Regions from separate parts of the Gossypium hirsutum genome. Here region 1 is linked to region 2. A link is a contact called in public Hi-C data. All regions are on one chromosome and are shown on one strand. The core of a region is the stretch at or near the end of the contact, and the rest is flanking DNA. Distances in the headings are between cores, read along the strand shown. Region 1 holds the start of LOC107962871 (probable serine/threonine-protein kinase SIS8). Region 2 holds the start of LOC107961658 (NADH dehydrogenase [ubiquinone] iron-sulfur protein 7, mitochondrial).

Region 1 (3,701 bases), core at 244-2,743, 410 kb after region 2:
AAATTAATTAATTCAGTAAAAAAATCAATGGTAAAAGCTAACATCAAGTAGTATTCATACAAGTATTCATATCCATATCCGCAGTTACTAAAAAACATTCTACCTTAATAATTGAACGAAAAAAAAAATAATTGTATTAACAGGAAAGGTAAAATTAATGCTCCCTGCTAATAGAACAAGAAACATACATGTAAAGTTACTTTATAGCAATAAACCATAAGGAAAAAGGCTTACCAATTAGCTATATTTAAAAAGGACTCTGGCATTATATAGCAGAGATTAAAAAACCCAAACCGCCATGCCTATAAGATAAAGGAAATTTTCATATAATAGAGACACAACCCGTAGCAGGCTAGTGAGCGGCAAATCTTCAAGTAGTAGAACGATGAGCAATTATCAGAGAAAAATCAATAAAAAACCAGAAAGGATGTACCATGCTACATTTAGCAAAACTTCAATTAATAGAAGTAGAAAGATTAATTGAGCTTCGACATGCAAACCAAAAGCATCTGTCAAAAGAAACAATAAAAAAGAAAGCTTTAACAAGTTTTTTTTTTATCAGAATCAATCAATGACTAATGAAAATGACGTGGAAAGCTAAGGATATCCAAAATTACTACCGGAAAGAGGAATTCTGGAAAAGTGATCCGCAGTTGAGGACTCCTCGTGTTTAAAATGCAAATGAAAATGAAAATGGAATCAAATAAATAAATAAATAAACATAGTAGCAATTTGTATAAGAAGGAAACATGAAATGCAATCAGAATTTATGAATAAAAGAAAACAAATGTCATAAGAAAAAAAAATCATAAATTATATAACACGTTTAGATATCATAACCAATTCAAACAAGAAATGCAATTTCGATAACCTAAAACTGAAAGATATAATAAAGTTTTTAAATATATAAAGTAAGAAAGAATATATTACCCAATAACGAAGCGAGAGTAACTCCACGAAAGTGCCGGCTCCGCTAAATCTTTTAGCAGCGTCGATATGAGCCGTCTCGGGATCCGAGGCACTGATCGCCAAAGCCAACTGCATCTGAAACTCTTCTTCCAATAAATTAAAATCCACCTCGTCACCAGCCGTCCGATCTCCCCCGGCCGATTCAACGGCCCCAATTCTCCCCAATGTACCTGAACCAACAGAAGACGCCGAAGAAGAAGAAAAGGAAGACGCCGTTTCTTGTCCCGTTGAATTCGTACTCGGACTTGAGCTGACCACGGGCTGCGTCTCCGTCAACCGTTGGTGCTCATTTAAACCGCCGCCGATATGGAGTTTCCTTAATAAATGCTTCATTTTCGGCATCGATCATCAACGGCGACTTTTTTCCCGTTCTCCGTTTCTTTTATAAATTTCTTTTTCTTTTTCCTTTTTTGAAAATTTGTTATTGTTTTTATTTTTTTTTAATTTCTTATTCTATTTCTATTATTCCATCTGCAGACTTAACCTACGCCCACTGGTTTAAAAGCATACTCGCTTAAGCTGCGCACTCTTCTCCGCTAAGCTACCCGTAATTGAAAAGACTTTTAAATTAACCGCTCACCCATTCCCTCCAACACACACACTCTCAAATTTAATAATTAATTAATCAATTAATTCTACTTCTTCTTCCCTTGATAGTACTATTTATACATAACCTTTTCCCCTCCATTTTTTATGTCTTGCTCTTTCAATTCTAAATGTAAAGCTTGAAATCCTCACCCATAAAATAATTATTTTTTTATATAATTTATTGTTGATTAAAATATATTGAAGAAAGAAATTGAAATTATCTGGGATTAAATCTAAATTCGTATATTTATAACATAATATTCTTGGGACTACCAAATCAAGAGATTGTTGACTAAATTTTTAAATATTATTATTTACAATTAAAATATAACATATCCATATTTAAACTAAAATATAAGATTAGTACTAATAAAATAACAATGATACCACATGTACAATAAATGAAATACCTATATTTAATTGAGAAGTGAAAAGCATATATATATATATATTACTTGCGAAACAATCCGTTCGTGCAACCTATCAATTACATACATGATCTATTTATTTATTTGTGAAAGGAAAGTTGAAGAATTATTACGATAAACAACCCTTTGACCTATGAACGGTTGATGGCTTAGCCAACCCAAAATAACAAATATATATTTTAAAAACCCAAGTTGAAGTTATGGTTTGAGAGTTTGAGAAGTTTCTAAGAAGGAACCTGTTCTTTGTAAATATTGCGACTTCACTTGAAGAACAAGTTTGGAAACAAAATGGCATGTGTCTCCACGCTTGGTCCCATATTTTTGTTTTAGGTTACGTTTAGGGGTGGCGCTATAAATTATTATTATTATTATTATTATTATTATTACAACAGTATATAAATTTTAATGTTTTTAAATAATACAAATTTTATTTTCAAAGTTACTAAATTAATTAAGTCAAATATGAGAACAAAAAACTTTAGAGACCAATCAATTGCATTTTTTTTCAATTTAACCCGTTTGCTTCTATCACAAACTTAATAAAAATAGACTAAAATAAGTAAATTTAATTAGTTGAATTATTATTTTGAAAGTTTTAAAAGTTAAGTGACTACAAAAGAAACTTAAGCATAATTGTGTGTCCTGTAATGAAGTTTATCCTAATATCTAATACAAGTAAATTTAGATATTCTAATTACTATTCGCAACAGATACAGTGTAAATAACAAATTCACTCTTGAGAATATTTAATGGATTGGAATATATAAATTCTTTAATTAATTCGAATTCAAACACACATGTATCCAACTATGATATTTGATTTAAGGGTAAATTATAAAATAGTCACTTTTGTTTATCTCATATTATATTTTAATCACTTATGTTTGAAATGTTATGTTTTAATCACTTACGTTATCGTTTTGTTATAAAGTGGTCACTTTACCGTTAAACTTTATTACCTCTTTAACGATAGTTCCTTATGACAGTCTAAATGAGTTTTAAATATCAACTTGGATATTCAGTTGCTAAGATGAAAATAGATTTTTAATTAAATAATTTTAATTTGGACTACCACGTAGGACTACTGTTAGGGAGCTAACGAAGCTTAATGGTAGAGTGACCACTTCGTAAAAAATGATAACATAAATAAATAAAACGTAACATTTCAAAAATGAGTGACTAAAATATAATTTGAGGTGTAACTTAATTTAATATAGTTAATTTTCTTAATTTGGCTTATTGTTTTGGATAGGAAAAACCTTTGAAATAGCTTTGCTTTTGCTATCAAAAGTAATTAAAAGCAATGTATTGTTGACACACTCTTAAATTGATTCAAATGTTTTGTTTAAATTTGAATATTTTATAAAGAAATTTTTTATCTATAAATTATTATTTACTTCATTGTAGTTATTTTTGGTTTCTTTCGCTTTGAAATTTATTTAACATAATTCTTATAGATATAAAGCATTGATTAAATGAATTTATATGAGATAATTGTAAGATTTAATCTTAATATATATCTAAATATTTTTGGATATTTTTCTGATGGTCACTAAACTAACTATAAATACGACAAAGGTAAACACACCTATCGAACAATAGTATAGTTATGGTGAGTAGGGAAGATCGTATCTACGAGAACTAAAAGTACTAGTAATTACTGTTTTTCTATTATCTAGCCGACAAATTAGGGTGATCTGTTTTAATCTAAAATTA
Region 2 (3,899 bases), core at 495-2,994:
TTTATTTTTTCCATACACTTGGCACTCCTTTGGCTTATTTATTTATTTAGTCCTTTCAATTTTTTTATCCTATAATTAAACTTTCACACTTCATTCAATTTAATCCTTTTATTTAATTATCTTTATTTAAGCTAATTTGCTTCATTAAACTTTAATTAATCACTCTCTTAACTTCGTAAATATTTATAAATATTTACGAATCTATTTTTCAGAAACGGAGACCCGGAAATGCACTTTTTTGATAACTATAAAAATTTTCAGGGTATTAATCTTTCAGTATTTGAAATTTGCTCCCAACTTGAATCAAAGGAAAGAGTTAGCATCATTGGAATTCAGTCACAAATCAATTTATAATTTTACATGATTAAAAAGATAGGATCATCTAAATATTTCCTTCACAAATGGAGTTCTCATGAATTAAAAATTGCAATTAAGCCTGTATTAATTAGCCCAAAAATGTAATGAGATAAAACAATTGTTTGGACTCCACAAAAAAGAAAAACTAAGGAGCTTCCAAACCTAAAATATAGAGATGGAAAGAAAAGGACTATTAAATTCTTAGATTGCTGTTGAAATATGCTGCAAATCCCTGTATTTGAATGAATTTGAGACTTTATTCATTTACCTACAAAATTGAAAATTAAATCTCTTACCTTTTTATTTAAAAATCCTAATATAGTTTCCTTTCCTATCAAAACTTACCATCAATCCACTCATATTATGAACTTAACAACCATACTAAATTACAATAAAATACAATCAAAACCCGTCGGAATCAATCATTACAAGTACTAATTGGAATCAAATCGACAAACCAGAACACCCACACGCATGGTAGGATAAAAGTAAACTTAATCATTTACTTAAAACATAGAAATTAAATCTCTTAATTTTTATTTAAAAATCCTAATCAAATTATTGATAATTTTCATCAAATTTTACAATCCATACACCCATACTATAATTTCATAAGCAAATTGAACTCAAACTAACAAACTAAGTACACCACATGATAGAATTTGAAACTAGACCTCAATTTCCCGATACCTTGCCATTAAGCCGCCTCATAGGCACTTACTATAATTTAAATAGTAATAGAATTTTTTTAAAATTTTTAACGTTTTAAATCTCAAACATTATCAAACTACAAAGGCAACAGATTTTGAGCTAAATAAAATACTAAGAAAGAGATGAGATTGTAACATACTTGCGGAGAGCAGGGGCCATTTTATTAGTGAGAGTGCCAGCAACGATCATGCAATCGGATTGGCGAGGGCTAGGCCTGAAAATGACACCAAAGCGATCGAAATCATAGCGAGAAGCGCCGGTGTGCATCATTTCAACAGCGCAGCAAGCAAGGCCAAAGGTCATGGGCCAGATGGAACCACGACGGGCCCAGTTCAAGAGGTCATCGACCTTGGAGATCACGTATTCGGCGGTCTTGGAGATGCCAGGGGGAGGACCGGGGGTAGAAGGAGGAGGAGAAGGGCGAATATAAGTGGTTGGGGTGGTGGAGGAGAAAGAGAGAGCCCGTTGTGCAAAGAGGAGGTGGGGGAGGCGATTGGCGGTGGCTCGGGTGATTAGGGACATGGGTCGGTGAGTTTTAGAAATTTGGGAAAGCTTTGATTCGGTGACAATTCTCAATTCTGGGCTCACGTTGCTTCTGCTGCTTATCGTTTGGTTTTAGTAGTTGTTTGAATTTGTTAGCAAGCACGCCTGGGCTGGGCCGGGCTCGTCTCAGATCCGGTAGGAAAGGTGGAGAGGTTAAATTTATATAATTTTATATTTATTGATTTCTTTATAAAAATACTAAATATTAAAAAATTACTAACTTTTTTATAAAATTATTAATTTAAAAATAATTACTGAATTTCTTATCATGTAAATTACTAAAATTCTTATAAAATTATTAAATCTCCTACAACTTTGTAATTTTTATTTATTTTTGTATTTTTTATAGCTACAAGTACCGTCATTTGCCTTATAATCTCAGTATTTCTCAGGCCGAAAGTAATATTCAAAGTGAAATTATCTCAACCAATTTCTTATCTAAATATCTAACAAAAATTTCCATATATTTTAAATAAAATAAAAGCTTCAAACTATTATTTTTTGCATTTTTTTTAATCTTATAAACCAACATTTTATTTAATTAATTACTTATATTTCAAATTTTGTATAATTATTGTATTCACATAAAACTAAAAAAATTATTTTTTATAAATTTCATAAAAGGAAAAATTAGCATTTTTGTAAAAGATTAAGAGAAAGTAAAATCTTAATATTTACAAGTAAAATCTTAATATTTACTTGTAGTGTGTGTTTTTTTTTAACTTTTTTTTAAGTAACAGTACTTGTTTTTTTTTTTTTTTGAAAAGAAAGTAACAGTACTTGTTGTGAAGTAGAGAAAGGGAACGTAAAGAAATATTTAAATTTATTTTATTATTGAAATAAAAAAAATGGACATAAAATATATCGTTTTAATTTTTTTCAAAAACATACAAAAAGGTTTTTTCCACTTATTGCTTATTTGAGCTAGCATTTTTACCAGGAGCAGTGGTTTCTTGAATGTATTTGATTGAGTGGAAAAATAATAAGATAAAAAGAGAAAATGTAAAAGTGTAAAAAGAAACAAAAAAGAATAATTGGTTGAAAAGAAAAGTGAGGAAATAAATAAGCGAGATTCAACTTTTCATTTTAATGGATAAAAGCAAATTCTCTTAAATTATAATGATAAAAATGATAGAAAATAGAAGAAATGTGCATATCAATTCAAAATTACACATTTTTCAAAAGCTTCATATTTTTTCCTCTCATTTTTTAACAATACCAAGCAATAGCAAAAAAAAACCATTTTTTTAGAAAAAGAAGAGAATAAATTTCTCGTTTTTATACCACATATCCTATTATTGATACCAAAAACAAAATGATTTTTAGAATTTTTAAAAATCAATTTTTTTTAGAAATTCACTTTTAATAAGATTTGAGTATTTTTTTTTAATTCTCTCACCTTTCGTATTAAATATAAATATGAAAAGATAAATTATATTTTTCAAATTTCTTGTTTTGTATTCCTTCAATTTTCCATTTTTCCACCCTTTCCACCCTACTTTATTCCAAGTCTTTTGGTTGAATGGGAATGGAACATATTGTCCTAGTATGTGCTGCAAACGCTAGCAATGCTTGTACAAAAAGGCCAGAGGCACGAAATGTACATTTTACTGTTTGGTTGAAATTAGACTTAAAACCATAAATTATTATTTAAATTACACAAATTTTTAAATATAATTAAATTAATATTTATTTATTTTTATTATAAATGATACTTAATTTATACTTCATTATTCTAAGAAGTAATTTTAATAACCATATAATTTGAGTAGCACTTAAGAAAAAAATAGTTAGATAAACTACACTTAAAGTCACTAAACTATTAGTAAATTTATGTTTTGGTCACTCAATTTAAAAAAGTTATAAAAGCGGTCACTAAATTATTCACAAAAAATTATTAAATCACTGTGATGTTAAAATCATTGTTGTATGATATTCTCTATTTGCATCTCTTGTGCCAATCAAAAACTCACACTCTTATTTTTTTACAGTTTAATTTTTTTCATGAAACAACTTTGAACATCACATATCTAGAAACCAAAATCCAATTAACTTTCTTCTCCAATATTCGACATTGACCATCAAATCTATTCGGATTTAAGGTAAGTTATACTAATTGATGGGTACTGATCTACCGTACCAATCGCCAAATCATCACTTAAAACTCGTTAGCTGAACTTTTTTAAAAAAAACTTACCAACCCAGTGACTTAAATAATAACTTCTGAATAATTCAATAATTTAAATGAAAACTTTCAAATAATTCATTGACCATTTTGTAACTTTTTG

The links. A called contact is a pair of places that touch in the nucleus more often than the background predicts.
Region 1: a contact with region 2 is called in a Hi-C map of leaf, with 2.3 times the contacts expected there. The contact joins the promoter of LOC107962871 here to the promoter of LOC107961658 in region 2. A contact is called at or near these places in 3 of 34 Hi-C or Micro-C datasets (all in leaf).

Annotation. Positions count from the first base shown.
Region 1 is chrA06:31,338,056-31,341,756 of Gossypium_hirsutum_v2.1, forward strand. It overlaps LOC107962871 (probable serine/threonine-protein kinase SIS8), which reads right to left and starts at 1,494. Exons shown (of 13, transcript XM_041115744.1): 1 at 931-1,494. The coding sequence starts at 1,311.
Region 2 is chrA06:30,929,533-30,933,431 of Gossypium_hirsutum_v2.1, forward strand. It overlaps LOC107961658 (NADH dehydrogenase [ubiquinone] iron-sulfur protein 7, mitochondrial), which reads right to left and starts at 1,745. Exons shown (of 2, transcript XM_016897729.2): 1 at 1,208-1,745. The coding sequence starts at 1,590.